Linked DNA regions of Mus musculus: region 2 is linked to region 1. The links are chromatin contacts, called in public promoter capture Hi-C maps. All regions are on one chromosome and are shown on one strand. Each heading gives the region's core, a stretch centred on a gene start, on an enhancer-like site or on the middle of the called end of the contact. The rest is flanking DNA. Distances are from core to core; before and after follow the strand shown. Region 1 holds the start of 4932438H23Rik (RIKEN cDNA 4932438H23 gene). Region 2 holds the start of Olig1 (oligodendrocyte transcription factor 1).

Evidence for each region. Promoter capture Hi-C pulls out the DNA fragments that hold promoters and counts their contacts.
Region 2: a promoter capture Hi-C map of neural stem cells shows a contact between it and region 1. The contact joins the promoter of Olig1 here to the promoter of 4932438H23Rik in region 1. A contact is called at or near these places in 14 of 39 promoter capture datasets (the 3T3-L1 cell line, the HPC-7 cell line, cranial neural crest and 7 more), 2 of 484 Hi-C or Micro-C datasets (bone marrow-derived macrophages and liver), 8 of 115 datasets of contacts at active chromatin or transcription factors (craniofacial prominence, embryonic basal ganglia, embryonic stem cells and 3 more) and 3 of 9 other capture datasets (embryonic stem cells, liver and macrophages).

Annotation. Positions count from the first base shown.
Region 1 is chr16:91,067,116-91,073,956 of GRCm38.p6, forward strand. 4932438H23Rik (RIKEN cDNA 4932438H23 gene) reads right to left here and starts at 2,037. Exons shown (of 3, transcript NM_028905.4): 1 at 1,917-2,037.
Region 2 is chr16:91,264,718-91,271,199 of GRCm38.p6, forward strand. Olig1 (oligodendrocyte transcription factor 1) reads left to right here and starts at 5,052. Exons shown (of 1, transcript NM_016968.4): 1 at 5,052-6,482. The coding sequence starts at 5,160. The coding sequence ends at 5,942.

The sequences.
Region 1 (6,841 bases), core at 787-3,286:
GAATTGCTGGTTTTTATTTTAGAACAGGTCTCATCATATTTGCTCTGGCTGGTTTCACTATGTTGGCTCCTGAGCTCAAGTGGCTGGCACCACAAGCACACACCTGTCCTTCCACAGGTGCAGCTGGCACCACAAGCACACACCTGTCCTTCCACAGGTGCAGCTGGCACCACAAGCACACTGGCCTTCCACAGGTGCAGCTGGCACCACAGGCACACCTGACCTTCCATAGGAGCAGCTGGCATCATCACAGGCATACACCTGGCCTTTCACAGTTGCAGCTGGCACCACAGGCACACACCTGGTCTTACTTAGTAACACTAACATGGAATGGGTACATCTTTGTGCCAGATACTGTTCCAGATACTGAATGTCTTAGGCCATTGACTACTTGCGGTAACCCTAAAAGCAGATAGTAAAGGCCCACTATCATATTAAACAAAATGGAGACATAGAATAACTTGTCAAAGATCCCGGATCTAGTTAGTAATGGCTCAGACTTTAAACCAGATAGCCGAGCACACCGTAAGGAGCCCCAGGGGAAATTCAGACTCCACTGATGTCCCACACCTTATACCCCATTGCTAGATTACAATTTTATGCTTAACGAGATAAATCAAGTGGGTTCTGTTATCCATAAACCCTTCAGAAACAGCCTTTGAAAAAGAAACGGGTGTAAATTAGTTAATGAGTTCAAGTTCATCGTTAGAAGAGAAGCTAATGGAAGCTGAGTGTGGCTTCAGTTAGCACAGGTGTGAGAAGTGATAGGAAAACTAGCCAGAGAGAGCCCCAGGAGTCCCTAACCAAACTGGGCAGTTACCTGTCCTTCTTCTGAACACGGAGAAGCTGACGATGAGAGAAACTTTCAAGTTTTCCCCTGGAGCGACCTGGAATTCAGGGAGGTGGTTTACTCCCTGGTATTTGAACCTGTGGCTTTGCTTAGCTGTGGCTGCCAGCTAGACAGCTTCTCCCAAGTCACACTGACTCCTGTCCCCTTACTTGTCTCTTAAAGGCACAGGCACCCGCCACTGGGTGCCAGATTCTCAACCCTGATCATATGCCAGTTTTAAGCAATGAAAAACTGGTGTGAGAAAGTTGGAAACCACGAGATAGCTGTTGAAAAGCACCAATTTCCATAAACACGTTACAGAAACTATTAGTCTCTGAAACTGCCCTATTTCTGTCAGAAATAAAAATGAAAAAAATTGTTTCCCCTCCAAACATATTGCATTATTCATTCTAAAAAAAAAAAGTTAAAAACTTAAGAATCACTTTTTTCACAACATGCAGTTTGCAAACAATAAAAGTCTGGCTTTTTAGTATTTTATAAGGTCTTTTCCCCCATAAATGCCTTTTAATCTTATTTAAGAAGTTTACTGTTTGTTCTTTAGTTCGAGTTTTCTGAGGAGGAAATGCTATGACGACTGGCATGAGCTGTAAGACACCTCTGAAGGATAAAGCAAGGCCCCCAGACATCACATCGTAGGCAGTGCTACTTCAGAGGCCTTGATTTTCTTTGCCACTCACTACGGAAAGAGCCAGGGTCTGGGGCTGCATGATCGTTATTAGGTATTAAAGATGAGCAGAAGAGCTTAAACAAACTCTTAAAAATAGAAACAAGTTCAGATCCCTATCTGTGTAGGGTCTAAATGAAAAGACCATTCCACTCCTTGCTTAGTGCCCTAAAAAGTGTTTCCTTTGCAAGACAGAGAATGGTAGTAAGCTATCCAGTTGCGTAGAAGCCCAAAGGGTGTTTGGTGGCACCCACCACCTTTACAGTGACATATTCCAGGGATGCGGCAGTTCCAGGAAGTTACCCTGATAGAGCCCCTCCAGTCGTCCCCAGACTTTCTGGCCGTACAGCAGAAGTCTGTTGAGCTGACAGGCGTTTTAAACAGAGCAGGGGCGCTACTTACATTTTGCGGCCCCACGGCAGGGCCTTGCCTGTCCAATCTGCAGACCTTGGAGCTCTTCCCTGGCCACTGCGCCTTCACCCTGGCTTGACAGCTGCTTTAATCTGCAAGCCGGGTGGAATGCGTGGTCTCGTGGTCTCTCACTTACTGTTCTTTTCTGTTTGGCCTGGTGGTTTCCATGGCAGCCAGAAGGAAGCTGACTGGCCTACCAGTTTTATTAACCAGTAGGAGAGAACCTGTCTCTTTGGGGCTGTTAAGCCGGGAAATTTTCAGAAGAAACGGGGAGTCTACTGCTGCTGTAGACTGACCACAAAGGAGAGGCGTAAATGGAAGAGATTCTACTGCAGCCGGAAGTTGCATGGATTGACTGTGGACTGCGGAGACGCCTGGACGACACTTTTACATCCACGATTTGTTCCACTCTCTTAGGCCTGATGAATTTTTACTTACGGTTGGTAAGTGCCTCAGATGGTGCAAAAACCATTCGACTGTGATTGCTCCAAAGAGAACATGAATTCATTTCTCTTTCTGGGACGTAGCCCCAGTCTCTCCCCTCTCATGAACTCATTTTTAAATGCTAGAAGCCAGAAAGTAAGTAAACATGTAAAAAAAAAAAAATCTGTGTTCATTCAGTGGTGGCTTAGTCTATTTGGGGCTGCTACAAAATGTCCTAAACTGGATGGCTTAGAAACATTTCTTAGGCCGGGCAGTTGTGGAGCACGCCTTTAGTCCCAGCACTTGGGAGGCAGAGGCAAGTGGATTTCTGAGTTCGAGGCCAGCCTGGTCTACAGAGTGAGTTCTAGGACAGCCAGGGCTATACAGAGAAACCCTGTCTCAAAAAACCAAAACCAAAAAAACCCAAACAAAACTAAACCATTTCTTAGTCTTTTGGAGACAGGGAAATCTAAGACTCTAGTCTTATATTCAATATCAGATGAGGAAGGGGCACTTCCTGGCTCATAGATGACCCCTTCCAGGGATGTCCTCACAACCCTTCCAGGAATGTCCCAGCCCCTTCTATGACTCCCAATTTCATTCATGAAGGTTCCAATCTTGTGACCTAAAATCCAGTCTTTAATGACTAATGAAGGCTGGATAGAGGAGGGTCTCACTAATGTGATACATTACGGGACCAGAGAAATGGATATAGAGTCACCTGAATATGGGATAACACTACCCACCCACCCACCCACCTATCTACCCACTGGTCCTTACCACACACAAGCACTGTGCCAGAAGGCTTGAAGGACACAGAGGTAAACAGGAGTGATTGTGGAAAACCATGTAAAGGAAGGAACAAAACCAATAGACACACATCTTAGCAATGGTGGGGCCACCTTTCTCCAGGGAGGCTGAAGTTTTTTTGATCAGGGTCCCTAAAGGATGCCCAGGAGTGGAGTGAGTCAGACACAGGAAAACAGTCCAATGACACCTTATTGAGTGGTCATTAACCAATGGTGTATGAAAGGGGGTGAAAAAAATACTTCATCTCCTTGTGAGGGCTGTGGCACCCACGTGGAGGTCAGCAAAAACCTCAGATGGATGTTGTCTTTACCTTCCACATGAGCCTCCCCCTCTTCCTCCCTCCCCAATTCCTTCCCTCCTCCCTTCTCCTCCTCTCTCTTCCTCCCTCCCTCCTTCCTGCTGTGTGCACCTGTAGTTTTGCCTCATCCTTCTGTAGGGGCACTGGCATCATAGGTGTCTGAATCCCCCCAGGCTTTAGGTGGGCTCCGGGGTACTGAACCCAGGCTCACGCTCACATGACAATCACTATCCCTTCTTTTCTTCTTCTTCTTCTCTTTCTCCTTCTCTTTCTCCTTCTCTTTCCCCTTCTCTTTCTCCTTCTCCCCCTCCCCCTTCCCTCTCCCTCCTCCTCCTCCTCCTCCTCCTCCTTCTTCCTCAGTCTGACAATGTTCTCACACGTCCCAGGGAATCCACAACTCAGACAACTAAGCAGACTACTAGAGCAAAGGTTCAGAGGCAGCAGAGTCCCAGAAGAGCCTAGTGAGTGGCTCTGAAAGCCAGTGAATCAGAGTTAAGACAAAGGGACTTGATGGTTTACTCTTGGTTTGTAATCCTGTTGAAGGTAGTTTCCTCCCAACTGAAACGCCTCCCTCAGGAGGGAGGGGAGACTTGGGAGGCAAAGGGAAGGCCATGCATCTGGAGGAACAGGAACTGGGAAGACGCTCCAGGGCACCCCCCCCCCCCAGCAGTACTGAAGCAGTCAACCACCGGGGAGCAACTGGCCGGCCTGGGAAGCTGCTGTAAGCTGTGCAGAGCTTCGGCTCCAGCTTTCATACCCAATGTGCTGGGCCGGGCTTTTCTGTGATGCAGGTCCTTTCCTGCTACCCCTGTGCCTTAGAAGCATCCCTCACCTCCATTCCTGTCAGTAACCCCAATAAAAACTTACCTGTTCGCCATTTGGATACCAGGGTAATTGTTACTTTGTGGGTTACTGTTGTGGGTTCTCTTTCTGGAGTAAGTAGTCAGGTGAGAAGTATAACTTTCCATGAAGTCTGTCACACAAATCTCAGCAAAGAAAACACACACTATTTATACAAGCATAGTGGAGCATCAGCTCTTTAGACATATTTGAAAACTTTATGAAAACTTCATTTACTCCTCCTGACTCTCAGTATGGGAGCTATGGTGGTGGGATTCACAAGGCTGAGACCTCAGCTGGTGGAATGTTTCCCCAATCCCCCAATCCCCCAATGAGGGTGGCTCTTTCCTTCTATGTTAAGTTTTTTTTTTTTTTATTGACACCCTTCCTAGTCATGCCCAGAGGTGACTCCATTGTGATTCTAAATCCAGGTTGGCAAAGAAGAAAGATCACATTTCATATAGATTTTTCTTAAATGTTAAAATGTTTGTATTACCTCTCTCTCTCTCTCTCTCTCTCTCTCTCTCTCTCTCTCTCTCTGTGTGTGTGTGTGTGTGTGTGTATGTGTGTGTGTATGTGTGTGTGTGGTTCCCTCCTTTTACCATGTGGGACCTACGGATTGAACTCAGGATGGCAGGCACCTTTGCGCACCAAGTCTTCTTGCTGGCCCAACTTTCTTCTTTTGCGACAGGGAAAGACAGGGTCTCACTATGTAGCTCTGACTGAACTCACAGTGTTCTGTCTGCCCCCTGAGTACAGGAATTACCAGTGTGTGGGCCATGCTGAGCCAGACTTCACTTAGTTTGTAAACTCTGTTCAGTCTTTTGATCAACGTGACTTCAAAACCCACAGAATACATATGTAGCTTTTGGGAGGTCACCTAAGGATGCGTTTCTGAACACTCAGGAGGCTTAAACCTGACTCTATGGTCTTTACTTAACAAACCAAGTTCTGCTTCATGCTGACTTGTCCTAAAATTCTTTCCTGTATTGTGGTTAAGGTCACCTTCACCTGAGTAGAGGCCTTTAAATGGGTGTGTCTCCTGCAGTTCCTCACCACATGCTGTGAATGGCTTGGCTTTGCCACATACTCCCTACTAGGATAAACTGTTAAACCCAGGCCTCACTATGATACATTGTTTATCCCAGACCTCACTATGATACATTGCTTATCCCAGACCTCACTATGATACATTGCTTATCCCAGCCCTCACTATGATACATTGTTCATCTCAGACATCACTATGATACATTGCTTATCCCAGACCTCACTATGATACATTGTTCATCTCAGACCTCACTACGATACATTGTTCATCTCAGACCTCACTATGATACATTGTTCATCTCAGACCTCAAAGGTCAAGGGTTAAAAACCATGAACAGAAACCTCCAATCCTGAACAAAGAGCAAACTTTCCCTTGTACAAGTTGATTATCTCCCGCATTTGATAACACATTGCACCAGCTCAGGTAAAGAACACAAACCTGTGCCCCCTTTGCCAGCTGGCTATTAGCTTATGAACCCCCACTATGCAAAAGGCCCAGCTTGTAAACATTTGTCCAAGATGGAGGGGCTAGTAGGAGATCTGACAGACAAACTGCCAGGTCATTAGCCAGCCAATGTAACCGGATAGACAGATTAATCTATGGAAGGCCAGAAACTGGGGCAGGCCACTGAACTCAGTTCCCAAAAATTCATCAGATTGTATGTTTAGCTAAGTGTGGTATGTTCTTGGGGCATCAGCCTGCTGAGTGACGAGGCCCCTGGCCCAGGTGAGCAGCAAGGGCTGAGTTAATGATAAGATCAAGATGTATTTCGTACATGTGTGAAAATGTCATAATGAAACTCCATCTCCCAAGCGAGTAACTATGGCCTTGGTTGTGGGGACTGCACCTCTCCCTTAAAGCCCTCGGCCATTCCCAGTTATCTTTATTTCTCACCTACTGAAATATTCACATCCTGATACTTGCCAAACTACCTGGGCCGTGAATATCCACTCAAATTCTGCTTCAAACCTGTGTGTGTGTGTCTGTGTGTGTGCGCGCGCGCGCGCGCGAGAGAGAGAGAGAGAGAGAGAGAGAGAGAGAGAGAGAGAGAGAGAGAGAGAGAGAGAGTGAGAGAGAGAGAGAGAGAGAGAGAGAGAGAGAGCGAGCGTGAGAGCGAGCAAGAGAGAGAGAGAGAGAGAGAGAGAGCGCGCGAGAGCAAGAGCGCACACGCACTCACAGCCAGTCGCAGGCTAAGGCCCCAGCCCCAGAGAGACTGTGAATTTCTGACCAAGTCTGCCACCTACTGGCGATACTTGATTCTCACGGTCAGACCTAAACCCTGCTGTCCCAATGGCTTGGTGCCCATTCTTCCTTCCTTGTTGTTATGTGGTTGTCCACACACTTGTAGCCTATTGCTACTGGACATGCTCAAGTGTAAGTAGAAATGCTGAATCTTGGTGACAGGTGCTATCCATGAAACAGTAAAAGTTTTTGCCATTGGTATTTGGAATACTGATGTGGCACAACCAGACACAAGGCCCAGCTTCTTGTCTTGGT
Region 2 (6,482 bases), core at 3,802-6,301, 200 kb after region 1:
GGAAAGCAAACTCCATCATTCCACCACAGTCCTAACTCTGGCCAGTTTAAATAGCACATTTTAAGCACAGACAACTTCTGAACACTTAGCTGGCTGCTCGTGAGAGGAACACATCTTACAGGAAAACAGAAGGCTTCAAGTGTCAGTGTCACAGCCTGTCCTTGTGCTTAAAACTACAGTGCCCACATCGCCCATCACCTGCCATTTCAAAGGTTCCACCCTCTTAGCCCAATGCCAAGGTAGGCAGAACAGCATAAATTTCTATGTAAGGAAAGGAAAGTCTGAGATTCACATTTCTATGTCTGAAAGCCATCATGAATGTGAGCACATGGACACACACAGGTTCCACCCTCTTAGCCCAATGCCAAGGTAGGCAGAACAGCATAAATTTCTATGTAAGGAAAAGAAAGTCTGAGATTCACATTTCTATGTCTGAAAGCCATCATGAATGTGAGCACATGGACACACACAGAGAGAAAGAGAGAGAGACACAGAGAGAGAGAGAGAGAGAGAGAGAGAGAGAGAGAGACAGAGACAGAGACAGAGAGACAAAGAGAGACAGAGACAGAGACAGAGAAATAGAGGAGAGACAGAGACACAGAGAGACACAGAGAGACAGACAGAGAGATACACACAATACACATACAGAAAGAGAGAGACAGATACACACACAGAGAGAGAGAGACAGGGAGACACAGAGACAGATACATACAGTACACATAAAGAGAGAGAGAGAGAGACAGATACACACAGAGAGAAAGACAGAGAGACACACACAGAGAGAGAGACAGAGACAGAGAGACAAAGAGAGACAGAGACAGAGAAATAGAGGAGAGACAGAGACACAGAGAGACACAGAGAGACAGACAGAGAGATACACACAATACACATACAGAAAGAGAGAGACAGATACACAGAGAGAGAGAGAGAGAGAGAGACAGGGAGACACAGAGACAGATACACACAGTACACATAAAGAGAGAGAGAGACAGATACACACACAGAGAAAGACAGAGAGACAAAGAGAGACAGAGACAGAGAGAAATAGAGAGAGGAGAGACAGAGAGACAGAGATACACAGAGAGACAGAGAATCACACAATATACATATGAGAGAGACAGATACACAGACACACAGAGAAAGAGAGAGACAGAGAGACAGACACAGAAAGAGACATAGAGGAGAGACAGAGAGACAGAGATAGACAGAGACAGAGATACACACAGTACACATACAGAGAGAGACAGATACACACACACACACAGAGAGAGAGAGAGAGAGAGGGAGAGAGAGAGAGAGAGAGCCCATTTGGGTGAAGACAAGAGCGTTGTTAGGGCTGGTGCAACTTGTTCTCCAAGCATGTCCTGAATGTGGGAGGCCACAGCAGCTGCCTCCCCTGAGACAGACTGCATGGGTCCCTGCCAGCGGCCACAGTGCCTCACTGGCCTCTGCCAGCTGTCATGCTTTGCATGCTGTTGGAGCTCTGGGCCCGGCACAAGGGGCCATCCAAGTCACCAGCTCCAAAGAATGCCAAATCCTGTGCCCATGTTGGGACCGTACGGCCACCCGGAACTCTCTTCTGGGGCCCTCCACTGGAATACCTAAATGCAGGCTGACTACCATTATCCTCCATGGGGGTGTGTGTGGGGGTGCTTGCTTCTCCTCCAAGAAGGGGCTGATGAAGTGAAGCCAAGGTTTAAAACACCCCTCCGGAATATCCACAATAAAAGTGTCTCCTGGAGGCAAGATTCTTGTTGCCCCTGCCTGTGGTTGGGAAACCTAGGGGGAACACTCTGGGTCATTGGGACTCAAGACTGGGTTCTGCCTCCCTATTTGACTGCCTAGGGCCCTGACTAGGGAGTGGGCAGAGAAGAAAGCCAGAGAGAGATCACCAAAGCTTGCCTGATCTAGTGCTTTGGACTATGAGGTCCAGAGGGAACCGGCTGGGCAGGGGCTGCCAAGGTGGCGTGGGATTTCTGGGGGTGGTGTCCCCATTCTTAATGAGCCTAGCTGGAACCCATAACCTTGTCAGTACTGGTTAGACTTCTGCTGGGCAATTCGTCCTTTATCCCTTCAGCTCTCTCCTGGAAGCTTGGCCAGGAAGAGGGGTTCTGAGAAGCCATTTACTGATAGAGAAGCTTTGCTTTTCTGTCTGAAGGCATTCAGTAGTCTAGTGCCCCCTGAGAATCTCAGTTTTATCATGTTTAATGGGGATCAAAAATGCCCAGCTACCAGGGTCCTGGGAGAGTCAAATGCAAGTACATGAAAACATTTCAAACAGAAAGCTCCACCTGAGGGTGACATGGTTAGTGAAGTGTTGAATTCTCTATTTCTTCAGTGTCACTTTGCTTCCCGTCTGGTACGATTTTGTTTTTCAACCCAGCTTTTTCTTCCAGCCACCCCCTCTCTTCCCAAGTGGGCTCCTATTGCCAGAGTCCTCTCTGAGTGAGCACCTTCGGGCGTTTGCATATTTCAGTGAGGAGCTTGTTGTTATTGTGAGCTAGCAGTGATTTCAAACCCACCTTCGCATCTCTTAGACACACAGGAGACACCAAAGCATGATACTGCTCTTCAGACGGATGTAGAGACAAACAGGTGCTCTGGAAACCATCCTGCCTGGACAAGATAATTTCTACACATAAGACAATCCAGGCTGGAGCAATACTGCCAGTGTTTGGTCAAGTATGTTGACAGAGGAGAGCTGGGGAGTATCCCAGGCAAAGAGGAAAGCTGTGTTGAGTCTGCACCAACGCAGGATGTTACAAGTTCACTTGGAGGTTGGAGGACCGATGTTGGTGAAAGAACATGGCCGTCTTGAAGTCAGCAAGTGTGTTCATAGCAAACGGCAGTTCTTACGGCAGGCACTCCTTCTTGTCTTCCATAAAAAGTATCCAGGGCGAAGTGCATCTTCTGCTAGGAGCTAGATCTGACCTTTCTGCCGTGGGAGGAGGACCCACATCTGCTGTTCTGCAGGTAACAACAATCACTGTTGTGCACCTGAAGCAACGAGTGTACAACTGGAGATGCATTTTATTCTGACCCTCATTTTATTATCTAATTCACAGTGACATAACGGCCTGATGCCACTTATTGGTCAGTGGGTTTTTAGATACCGTACAACTCTTCCTGAGGGACAGTTCAGGACTCTGACAAGCTGCAGGTGTATGCCCCACTTGTGTGCAGGGATGCCAGCTTCCACAAGGAATCCCATTGTGCTCGAGAAATATTTGGTACCCCCCTCAACAGGTAGGAATGTCGGGTGTTATGTTCTTTCTGATCAGAGGCCAGAGTGGGGTTTGCTTAAGGAAGAGTCAAGTCACTGATAAAAACAGCTCACATCCCTTTGGGGAAGGATGAGATGTTTTGTAACCCCAAAGACTCCTTCATCCTTGTAGACCTGTGGATCAGAGAGCTGGGGTGAAAGTAACGGAAAGTAACCATCCTACGCCCTGGTCAGGTAGACACACACATAGGAGCATTGTCCTAATAGCCCTGAGGTTGAAGCCACCCTCTGTGAGCTCAGATAAAGGCGGTGGTTACAGGAAATGTAAGACGTCCCTGGGAAGTGTAGTGAGCTATTTGGCTTTTTCAGCAGGAAGAATTCAGGCTGGGACTGCGTGGCTCTGTGGGTAGGGTGCTTGCCCTGTGTGCACAAAACCCTGGCTTCAGATCCACACCAGTGCATAAACTGGGCACGGTGAGTGAGTGCTTGTATTCCCAGGATCCGGGAGGCAGAGACAAGGAGGATCTTAAGTTTAAAGTTATCTTTTAATAAACACGGAGTGGGGCCCGACCTTGGATACAGGAGGAGAAGAATCGAGATGCGCGCTATATCTGACATGGATGAAGCCTGAACACATGCTAAGTCACCAAAATGAACAATGAGCCACTAAAAGACAAATACGACTGTGTATATGGGAGACAAATACGACTGACTGCCTATATGGGATTCCCAGAGAAAACAAAGTCACGCAGACACACCCCACCCGGGGTGATATTTACCAAGGTGGAGAAGTGGTTGTTTGTCAACTGGATATACCTGAAAAGAGGGAACCTCAAATGAGAACACTGACGTCACCAGATCAGCCTGGTGGACTCCTCGCTGATGCATTTTCTTTATTAATAATTGATGTGGGAGGGCCCAGCGCACTGCGAGCTGGCACCATTCCCAGCAGGTGGGCCTGTGCTCTATAAGAAAGGTAACCCGATCCTGCGATCCTGCGCCTGCAGAAGGAAGCAGGTTAGAGCTCCCCTCAGTTGGCTACTCTTGGTTCTTGCCTCTGTGCCTGCTAACTTCCTGAGTTCCTGAGCTAACTTTCCACAGTGAGGAGCTGTGATTGGCAGGTGTCAGCCAAGGGAACTCCCCCCCCTCAGTTTCTTTTGGTTCCAGTGCTTATCACAGCAGTGAGAACTAAGACAAGCAGAGGGGGTTTTCTCTTTAATGCTTACCAAGAGTTAGAGTTGCTGTTTTGATGGTTTAAGGGTTTAAGTTTTGCAAAAAGCAAACAAGTCCTGGCCATCTGTTGCAAAATCGTGTCAACAGTCAGGCGTTTTAACGACTGAACTGCGCACTCTGGGATGGTTACGTTTCATGTTATGAATATTAGACTGCATTTTTATAACAGCCAACCTCTCACTTTGGAGCCCAGATTGGCCTCCTCTCCTTCCTGCTTCAGTAGTTCCCAGCGATGGGATTACTGGCTGATCACATTTTACAAGGACAAATGTAACTATAAAAAGGGATGGCAATAGAGCTCGAGAGATAAAGGGAGGCAAAAGCCATTTTAGCCTGACCAGCTGAACTAGAATTCGGAAGGAACAATGTTTTGCCCTAAAGCTCCCTCCCTTGCCCTCCCAGGGCGGGCGCTGTGGCACCCGCGCAGGCGCCCCACGATAACCCTCTCTGGCAACTCTGGCTGTACCTCTGCTCAGGCGACCAATGAACACTCGCCTGTGGCCAAGCTCACGCCTCCATTGGCTGCACCCCGCCAACCGCGGTCCTCGCAGGTTCCCAAGCCGGGTTTAAAGGTGTCAGGCGCGCACGGCCCCTCACTGTCATCCGCCGGCACGCAGGTCCGCGGGGAGGGCGATCTGCCGACCGGCCCACCCCTGGGCGTTAGTGAAGGGCGCCCCGGGTCGCCCCACAGCCCCCGCCCCAGATGTACTATGCGATTTCCCAGGCGCGTGTGAACGCGGCTCCCGCGACCATGTTGCGGCCACAGCGGCCTGGAGACGTGCAGCTCGGGGCCTCGCTGTATGAGCTGGTGGGTTACAGGCAGCCACCTATCTCCTCATCCTCATCCTCATCCTCTTCCACCGCATCCCTTCTCCCCAAGCCTGCGCGCGAGAAGGCCGAAGCTCCGCTCGCTGAACCTCGGGGACCTGCGCCAGAGTCCGGGGGCGCCCGGGCCGACGCCAAAGAGGAACAGCAGCAGCAGCAGCTGCGGCGCAAGATCAACAGCCGCGAGCGGAAGCGCATGCAGGACCTGAACTTGGCCATGGACGCGCTGCGCGAAGTTATCCTACCCTACTCGGCAGCGCACTGCCAGGGCGCGCCGGGCCGCAAGCTCTCCAAGATTGCCACGCTGCTGCTCGCCCGCAACTACATCCTGCTGCTGGGTAGCTCGCTGCAGGAGCTGCGCCGCGCGCTCGGCGACGGTGCGGGACCCGCCGCCCCGCGCCTGCTCCTCGCTGGCCTGCCTCTTCTGGCTGCCGCGCCGGGCTCTGTGCTGCTGGCACCCGGTGCCGTGGGACCCCCCGAAACGCTGCGCCCCACCAAGTACCTGTCTCTAGCGCTCGACGAGCCACCGTGCGGCCAGTTCTCTCTCCCAGCTGGTGGCGCGGGTAGCCCTGGCCTCTGCTCCTGTGCGGTGTGCAAGTTCCCGCATCTGGTCCCCGCCGGCCTGGGCTTGGCAGCGGTGCAGGCCCAGTTCTCCAAGTGAGGGCTGGCTGGGCCCGGGGCGGAGCGCGACCTCAGCCAATCTTCCCGCGCCCCCGCGTCCTGGATCTAGGCAGAGCTGGCCCCAGAAAGGAGGACATTTCCAGACTTCTCTCCCAGACGACAGACTGTAGGGCGCCTTCTTCCCCGCCCCCACTCCCTGGCAATTAAAATAACCCAAGCGGGTGTTCCAAGGAGCGATGTAGTTGCTTGGGATTCTAGATGAATCCCACCTGTTTAGAGCCAGAAGTCTTCGCATCCCCACCACAACTCACCCACTGGCAGGGGTGACAACCCCCACCACCGCGGGCTATTCTCGTATCCGTGAGCATCGCGGAGTCGGGGAGGACGGTAGCCGGCCGGTGCGGTATAAGGGGGTTGCCCTGGGTGCAGCGAAAGGCTGCCCCCAGCTTGGTTTCCTGGCATGCTTCCGCTCCCTGGCCTAAGAGCTGCTCCCCAACAGTGTCTACCCAGAGGGGCGTCCTTTCCTTGTCCAGGGCCTGAGCGCACAGGCTCCCTTGCTCTCTCCAGCCAAACCATGCGG